3 separate regions of the Sus scrofa genome follow, and regions 2 and 3 are each linked to region 1. Evidence: chromatin contacts called from public HiChIP or PLAC-seq data. All regions are on one chromosome and are shown on one strand. Each heading gives the region's core, a stretch centred on a gene start, on an enhancer-like site or on the middle of the called end of the contact. The rest is flanking DNA. Distances are from core to core; before and after follow the strand shown.

Evidence for each region. HiChIP or PLAC-seq counts read pairs in DNA pulled down with a chosen protein or histone mark.
Region 2: a contact with region 1 is called in an H3K27ac HiChIP or PLAC-seq map of alveolar macrophages. The contact joins the promoter of HIGD1A here to the promoter of SEC22C in region 1. A contact is called at or near these places in 2 of 2 datasets of contacts at active chromatin or transcription factors (alveolar macrophages and skeletal muscle).
Region 3: an H3K27ac HiChIP or PLAC-seq map of skeletal muscle shows a contact between it and region 1, with 2.1 times the contacts expected there. The contact joins the promoter of CCDC13 here to the promoter of SEC22C in region 1. A contact is called at or near these places in 2 of 2 datasets of contacts at active chromatin or transcription factors (alveolar macrophages and skeletal muscle).

What each region holds. Positions count from the first base shown.
Region 1 is chr13:26,105,444-26,108,122 of Sscrofa11.1, reverse strand. SEC22C (SEC22 homolog C, vesicle trafficking protein) reads left to right here and starts at 1,382. Exons shown (of 7, transcript NM_001243553.1): 1 at 1,382-1,532.
Region 2 is chr13:26,285,020-26,287,698 of Sscrofa11.1, reverse strand. It overlaps HIGD1A (HIG1 domain family member 1A, mitochondrial), which reads left to right and starts at 1,365. Exons shown (of 4, transcript XM_003132140.6): 1 at 1,365-1,506.
Region 3 is chr13:26,264,384-26,267,062 of Sscrofa11.1, reverse strand. CCDC13 (coiled-coil domain-containing protein 13) reads left to right here and starts at 1,364. Exons shown (of 18, transcript XM_013981522.2): 1 at 1,364-1,660.

The sequences.
Region 1 (2,679 bases), core at 133-2,632:
TCTTTCGACGTCTCTGTGGTGCCTGCAGGTTTGCATCTGGAGCGTGAACCCTGAGCATTGCCTCCTGCCAAGCCAAACCCCGCAAGGCCAAGGAAAACACTGGTGTCAGGTTTACTCTTTGCTGAGAGAGGAACTCCCATGAAGGCCTTTTTTTTCCCTTTAGGCATTAATAATGCTTAGAAGATTTACAACCCTAAAAAAGCACTATCATCTTCTCCATTTTATAAGGAGAGAGAGGTTAAGTAACTGGCCCAAAATCTCATATAAGGGCAAAGCCAGTATCTGAACAGAAGCGGTTCTGGCTTTGGATCTCTTGCCTAGTTAGCTACTACTTGGCCAGAGTCACGTTCTCAAGGAATCTTCCTTAACCTCCAAGTTTAGGTCAAAAGCTGTAAATTTTCACAAAAAACGTGCTCCTCTCAGAAGAGCAACATAGCTCAGTTTGTATTTATTTATTTATTTATTGTCTTTTTTTTCTTGGGCCGCTTCCGCGGCATATGGAGATCCCCAGGCTTGGGGTCAAATCGGAGCTGTAGCCACCGGCCTACACCAGAGCCACAGCAACGCGGGATCCGAGCCGCGTCTGCGACCTACACCACAGCTCAAGGCAACGCCAGATCGTTAACCCACTGAGCAAGGCCAGGGATCAAACCCGCAACCTCATGGATCCTAGTCGGATTCGTTAACCACTGCGCCACGGCGGGAACTCCTCAGTTTGTATTTAAACACGTGTTGCGACTGTGGGATAGGTGCTCTCACTCAGCTCTCCTCTTTTAACATAGTTTTTAGTGTTTGGCGTTTCTTGCTGTGTCCCCAGTGCCTGGCATAGTGTCTGGCACGCAGGAGGTGCTCAAAATTTGTTGAATGAATAAATAGAGGTCTTCCTTATTTCCTTTCAGCCGGCCATCGGTGACTACGTCCAGCCCCAGACTGGGGTGTGTCCCTCCGGGTCGGACTTTAACACCTCATCCAAGCTGGCAGGACGCTGTGCTCTTTGGTTTGCCTATCTCGGGCCTCCAGCCTAGCCGCCCAGACAGCTGAACTCGCCGCCAGGGCGTGTCGCGTCGTCACGCAGAACCTCCCTGCTTCTACCCATCAGTCCCGTCCGCTACCCCGACAGGAATCGAGCTTAAACTACGAAATTTCGTCGCACCTCCGGACGTGGGGATCACAATCTTGGACCTCAGACCCACTCGGGTGAGAGCTGAGAGATGGGGGTGAAGTTGGTGCGCCTCAGGCACGCCCCCTCTATGTTTGGGTCGCAGCCCTTTAAGAACCACTTCATTCACGACTCTGTCGGGACCCGGTAATGGATGCGCTCCAGGATTGGTCGGTTCGGGTGTAGGTGTTGCTCAGCAGCAGCAAATGGGGGGGGCTCAAGATTGGCGCATGCGCACCTCCGCCTACCTGCGCCTGGGCCGCCGGGGACCCGGGCTGGGGCAGCCGGATGGGCTAAGGTTGCGGAGGAGGCGGTGGGTGGTGCGGCGGCGCGCGGGAGGGCGCCGACACCCTGAGGCCGCCGTCGGGGCGAGGTGAGGGCTGGAGGGCAGAGGTGGGCAATGCGGTCCGTTAGCCAGGAGCAGGCGGGGTCGGGTGTGGCGCAGGGCGGGCCTGGAGGTGGAGGGGGCCCCTCCCCCGGGCCCGCCCCGCCATCAGGCCCAGCTTAGTTTTTCAGAGCTTCGTGGGGCTTCCAGGAGACTTCAGTCCTGCTTTGTGCTGCCGGCTGCTCTCCTGACTCCGGGACAACCCGAGGTGCGCGCTTGCAGGAACCCACAGCTGCCCGATGCGCGTCGAGCGCTGCCTCCAGTAGGAGGAGACGGGGTGTGTCCAAACGAAAGAAGGGGTGATTATTTTCTTAATTATCCACGAACCTCACGTCAGAGTGTTGTTTAACTTTAATGGCAAACTCCCGTTAGCTTGCCGATTATTGGATTGGATTTACCAGATGTTGGGTGCAGCAGACCAGCTTTTCTGAACATCAGGTGTATGAGGTGATGTACATTTGTGTCCTGTTATAGGGTTACATCTAGGCCTCCAGAGCCAGAAGTACTAAGCATTCCAGGAAAAATTAGGTTTGTAGAAATCAAAGACACAAAAGAATATTCTCAGAGGTGAAAAGTGGTGAAATTTGTGACATGATCAGAAAAGAAATAAAGCTCAGACAATAGACAGTAAATCTTCATTAAACTGTGCAAAGAAAGGAATTAATCCTGATACAGGTAATTTTAGTAAAATGGAAATGTAAATAATTGGAAGTGCTTTTATATTGCTAAATAGAATAAAGTCGACACATAATAGTTTATGTGGAAAATACACACAGATGGGGTTGTAATAGCTCTCAATGTTTGTATTTAGGACATAGAGGACATTTGGGGTCCTAAAGCTTTTTATTCTTAGAAGGAGCCGTAGAGATCCTTCTAAGGATTTGGAAAGGTGACTGATGGTCAGAGAGGAAAACTGATTACCCAAAGTAATGCAGTGAGTAAGGAGCAGTGGTAACTAGTACAACCCTAGGCCTGAACTTCTTTTATTAACAGGTCTCTGATTAGTTCTAAGTATTAGTGCTCCAGGGGAAGGAATTGTTTTAGACAAACAGAGTAGCTATAATCCCAAAGACTGGATTTAAAGAAGCAGTGTGTAATGGAAAGATCATAGACTTTCTAGTATTTTGAATAAGGA
Region 2 (2,679 bases), core at 116-2,615, 180 kb before region 1:
GGGACCGGAGTGACGTCAGGCAAGGTAGTAGATGCAGAAACAAGTTTACAGAAGCAGATGTGTGGGGAAGGGTGGTTAGGGGCAGACGGCTAGACTTTGCTTAGTCATCATGGCCGGAGTCTCTCCTTTCTGCATTTTTATCAGGACATTTTCTCCTACACTACTGGGTTAAGTCCTTTCTTCATTTAACAACACTAAGGTCCTGGAGTTCCCCTCGTGGCACAGTGGAAAGGAATCTGACTAGGAACCATGAGGTTGCAGGTTCCATCTCTGGCCTCACTCAGTGGTTAAGGATCTGGCCTCATTGTGAACTGTGGTGTAGATCGAAGACGCTGCCTGGATCTGATGTTGCCGTGGCTGTGTCTCAGGTCAGCAGCTGTAGCTCTGACTGGACCCCTAGCCCGGGAACCTCCATATACCACAAGTGTGATGCTAAAAAGCCAAAAAAACAAAAACAATACTAAGGCCCTAAGTGATCTGTGTTCAAGTAGATAACAGCATGAACTAGACAAAATAAGTGCCCTCAAGGAGCCAAAAGCACACCACACAACCAAGGTATGGAATTTCTAAATTATCATACACGGTATGAAAGCTTCCTACATGTGCCTTAACTCAATTATGAGACAAAAGATTTTCAAAATTCTGCACACATGACACCGAGCTCCTACCTGTAGGACAGAGCACTTGGCAGTCCACCTGGTTTGGTTCAGAGATTCTAATTTGGTCACAGATATAGTCCCCATGGTACATACAGTGCTTGAAACTTTGCACCAAATCGTCAGTTACTAATTACTCTACGATCAAATTAGGGGCACTGCCCCAGAAGTTTATTCTTACAAAGGGCCTCTGACACTTCCTTCCTTAGGTTAAGCCACCCCGGTCTGGGTGAGGTCACAGCTCCAGCGATCCTGTGCATGCAATTAATGGCCACCTCCCACTAGAGTGTAAGCGCCATGACCCGAGCTCCACAACGCACGTTCCCGGAGAATGACTGCCAGGCTTGGGAGTAGACCTAGCTACCCCAGCACCAAGGGCAGATATGGGCTCCCATCTCACTCGCAGCGTCGGGTGGACCCGGGTTGAACCCCCTCATAACCAGCCCCACCCAGCAGGCGCTCGGGATACAGCGTTCGAGGTGCTAGCCCCCACCGCGGCCCGAGGGGAAAAGGGCAAGGGTAATCTCAAGTACTGCCCCGCCGGAGGCCATGAGCCCTTGACCTTCCTCGGCCTAACCCCCGGCCACCGAACTCTAACCTCTGACGCGCTCCCCAAGTGAGAGCTCTGGCCGCGAAACCATGGCCCATACGCTTCGTCTCAGCCAATCCAAGCCCGGCTCCGGGCGGCCGCACCCACCACGCACAAGCACGCACCCACTCGCCCCGCCTCTGCGTGCCGGGTGCCGATTTCTGATTGGCTGAGGCCGGCCGTGGGCGGGATGGTGAGAAGCCGGCCAGACAGGCGTAGGACCAAAAGCAGTTTGGCGTTTGTGAGGTCTTGTTGTAGTCGGTAAGTGAAGTTTGCGGGGTTATTGGAAGCGGGAAACGTCAGGCCGTAGGACGGGAAGAAGTGAGGCCGCACTGGGCTGAGCTAAGAGCACCTTGAGTATCGTGGGACTGGGAATAGGGGGTGATTCCCGGGATGAAGGGTGCAATGTCTAGTTGGCTGGGCTCAGGCCCGACCTCGCGGTTCAGTGAGGGCTTGGGGTCCAAAGACAAGGCCTGACGCTCTGTCGGATGAGGGCACACGGAGGATGGAGCAAAGTCTGAGAAGCTCACGGATGGGGCTGGGGAGGAAGTGGGCTGGGGCCGACTGTGGGGAGCGGGTAGCCCTGAGAGCGGGGGTGAGGAGGGATTGAGAGGAAGAGCGCTCCCGCATGGAGTCCTGACAAGGTCACAGGAAGGGATGGGAAGGAGGTTTGAAGGGTTGAGGGGAGGGCGAAAAGCACAAGACCTTCCCGTTTTCGACTTTCTCTTCTCCCTCATCTCTCGTGTTCCCTCCTACCCTGGCGACCCTCTCCTGCTGCAAGAAAGTAAGGCCCAGGGCTTATATTGAGAGCATCTGTGGCGGGATTTACATTTCTTCCTGAAAGTAAGCCTGCCAAATTAGAGATTACAAAATTTAGCACAGGATTACAACTGGGAACAGCCAAAATTATTCGGCGGTTTATTCACCTGTCTTTTTTTATGTTACCGATGCTAGAAGCAGCTGTTTCCTCTTCGGTTGAATTTCTGCGGAAGGTATGCTTCCGGAAGTGCTCAGGCACTCTCAGCAGCTTTGGATGAAAAGTTTTGACGGACTGAAGTGGTACTAGGCCCCAGCATGACAATTGTGTTTGAGTTCTGTGTACCAGGGGTTCTCTTATTTCCCTGTGCATGAGAATAACTTGAAGGGGCCCTCTTAAAATAGATTACTTGTACTCTGCCCCCAGACCATCTGAATCAGAATCTCCAGGGTGGGGCCTTTGCAGCCATTTTAAATAAGCTGACAGGTGACTAATGCAAAATCAGAATTTGAAACCACCGTTGTACTAATTCTTGTGACCAAAATGACAGGTTGTGAAGATCTTTTAAGCTGTTAAATCAGATCTCCTGATGCCGGGCAGCTCACCTTCCTAAAGGTGTCTGTTTTAGGTTCCCATGCATTTAGAAATAAGTAATGCATTTAGTTATAAGTAATACT
Region 3 (2,679 bases), core at 115-2,614, 160 kb before region 1:
CAACCTACACCACAGCTCAAGGCAATGCCGGATCCTTAGCCCACTGAGCGAGGCCAGGGATTGAACCCACTGAGCCACAACAGGAACTCCCTAACTTAATTTTAAAAACAGACAAAGGATTAGAATAGACATTACTTCACAGAAGACATGTAAAAAGCTAACAAGCACAAGATGCTCAAAATCATTTATTAGGAAAAGGCTAATCACTACCATGATACATGGTACCGTGTAAGTGTGAAAAATAAAAATGGAGAACAGATTGGGGGTCACCAGGGGTTAGGGCCTTTGGGGCTGGGGAGGTAAGAAGGGGGTGTGGTCATAAAAGCCCAAAAAGAGGAATCCTTGTGATTTAAGTTGCAGTATCTTGATGATGCTGGAGGATACATAAACTTACATGTGATAAAACTGTACAGAACTAAACACACACAAACACATACACATACACAAAATGAATACAAGTAAAATTAGGGAAATCATAGTAAGATAGGTGGACTGTATCAACGTCAATATTCTGGTTGTGACATTGCACTAGCGTTCTGCAAAATGTGGTCTGGTGCCTCACCTTCAAACATGTCTATGGGATAAACGTATGAGGTAAAAAAGAAAAACAACCATGAGATATCTAAAGACTTTCAAATTATAAAGACCTTGGTAAATATTTGGAAACCTTTCTTGGATCTCTTTTCCTAGAAATTTGTCTCCCAACTCCATATAGCCTTGAATATAGTAGCGACTTAAATTGGGAAGTGTCTTTTTTAAAGCACACACAAGTGTTTTCCACTATGAAAATAAACCATGTTCACCATATTTTAAAACCTCTTAAGTGCAAAAATAAAAACACAGCACTGCAATTCCAGCGCCCGAATATAACCATTTTTACTTTTAGTATTTCTATGCATTACTCCCCAGTCTTGTTTGTGGTCCTAGTTTTAAAAAACACATCTTCACTTACTCAGCAGTTACTATTTTGTGTCCTGCCTTTTTCACTCACCGTTGCAAAATAACCTCTTCCCCACACTGTTCTATATTTTCCAAGACAGTCCGAATGGCTACGTCAAATTTCATGGTGGGATTACTCACTTTAATTCCCCCTCGGGACTGCGGGATGAACATCTCTGCGCAGAACGTTTGGCCCACAAAACTTTTAAAACACATTCCAGAAGCGAACTACTGGGCAACTTTAAAGTCTCAGACACAAGACGTCCTCTTGCAAGTACCACCGCGCCCATTCAATTACCGCCAAACCGGGACCACCCGCACCTCTAAACCTTTCCGAATTCCGTGTGCCCTCTCGGCCGCCGTAGACTCGTGATGACGTCACGCAGCGGCGTGGCTGGTTTCCCTGGTGACGGTTGCCAGGGTAGCGCTAGAAGGCGTCTAGAAGAGGTGACAAAGCTGCTGCAATCACAGAAAGGAGCAGCGGAGTGACCGCTGTAAGTGCAAGGGAAAGTGCAGAAGGGCCAGGCTGGAGCCAGAGAAGCTGGCTGGAGGCCGAGCGCGCTGCTGCGGGCCGGATACTCACTGCCTGTTGGGCGCAGAGCGAGGACGCAGGGAGAGGACTCACCTTCATTCGTTCTGTGAATCTTCACGCACAGCCTCCTTCCGTCTCCAGGCAGACATTCGTGTGCCGCGCGGTACAGGGGTTTGTGAGGAGCCGAGGGTGAGTCACCTGCCCAGAGTCACAAAGGTGGCATAGTCAGAATAACTGAGGTCTGCCTGACCAGCGCCCCTCCTGGTCTCAGCTATGGAGCCCTCCTGCACCACACTGAAGGTGGCGCTGAAATACTCCACTAGGCGGCATCCCTACCCCCATCTCCCAACCCCAGGGCCAGACCGCACAGGACAGGGACTTGGAGAACGGAGTCCCCCTGCACTGATGCTGGCCTGGCAGGCAGTCGAGCAGCTTGTCCTGCACTGTAGAGGGCGCACCAGTAGGCCTCTCAGCGGCTCTTCTCCACCCCCAGTACCCTAGGCTGTTGCTGGAAATACTCGACAAAAACAGTGAAAAGAGCGGCGAGGGAGGAGGAAAGAAGGGTAGGAAGCGGGCAGAGAAAGGAAGAGGGAAAGGGAAAAGATAGACTGATGAGGATAAGGACGTTTCTTGCCTGGAAGTCCCCTCAGCCTTTCTTCACCAGTCCTGGTTCCCTAAGCATTTAACTGCCTGAGGGATATTTGTTTCGCCGAAGGTACCAGAGAGGTGGGTAGGTGGTACTCTCCTCATCCCATGGCTCTAAATCCTTCCTGAGCTGTGAGTTCCTTCCCTACAGTCTTAGCCTTAACTTAAAAAAAAAAAAAATTAATTGATAGGACTTCATTTTTTAGAGCAGTTTTAGATTTTCAGAAACACTGAACAGTGTTTCTCTCTTTCCTCCATGATGAGCAGCTTGCATTGTCGTGATACATTTGTTATTGATAATACTATATATTAACTTTAAAAGTCCACAGTTTACAGTAGGGTTCACTTTTTGTATTGTACAGTTCTATGGGTTTTGCCAAATGCGTAATGTCAGGTGTCCACCACTAAAGTATCACACAGAATGGTTTCACTGCCCTAAACTCCCTGTGTTCCACTGTCCCAAACTCCCTGTGTTCCACTGTCCCTTCCTCCTTCCCTCTTCCCAGCCTCTGGCAACCATTGATCATTTTACAGTTTTGCCTTTTCTAGAATGTCATATGGTT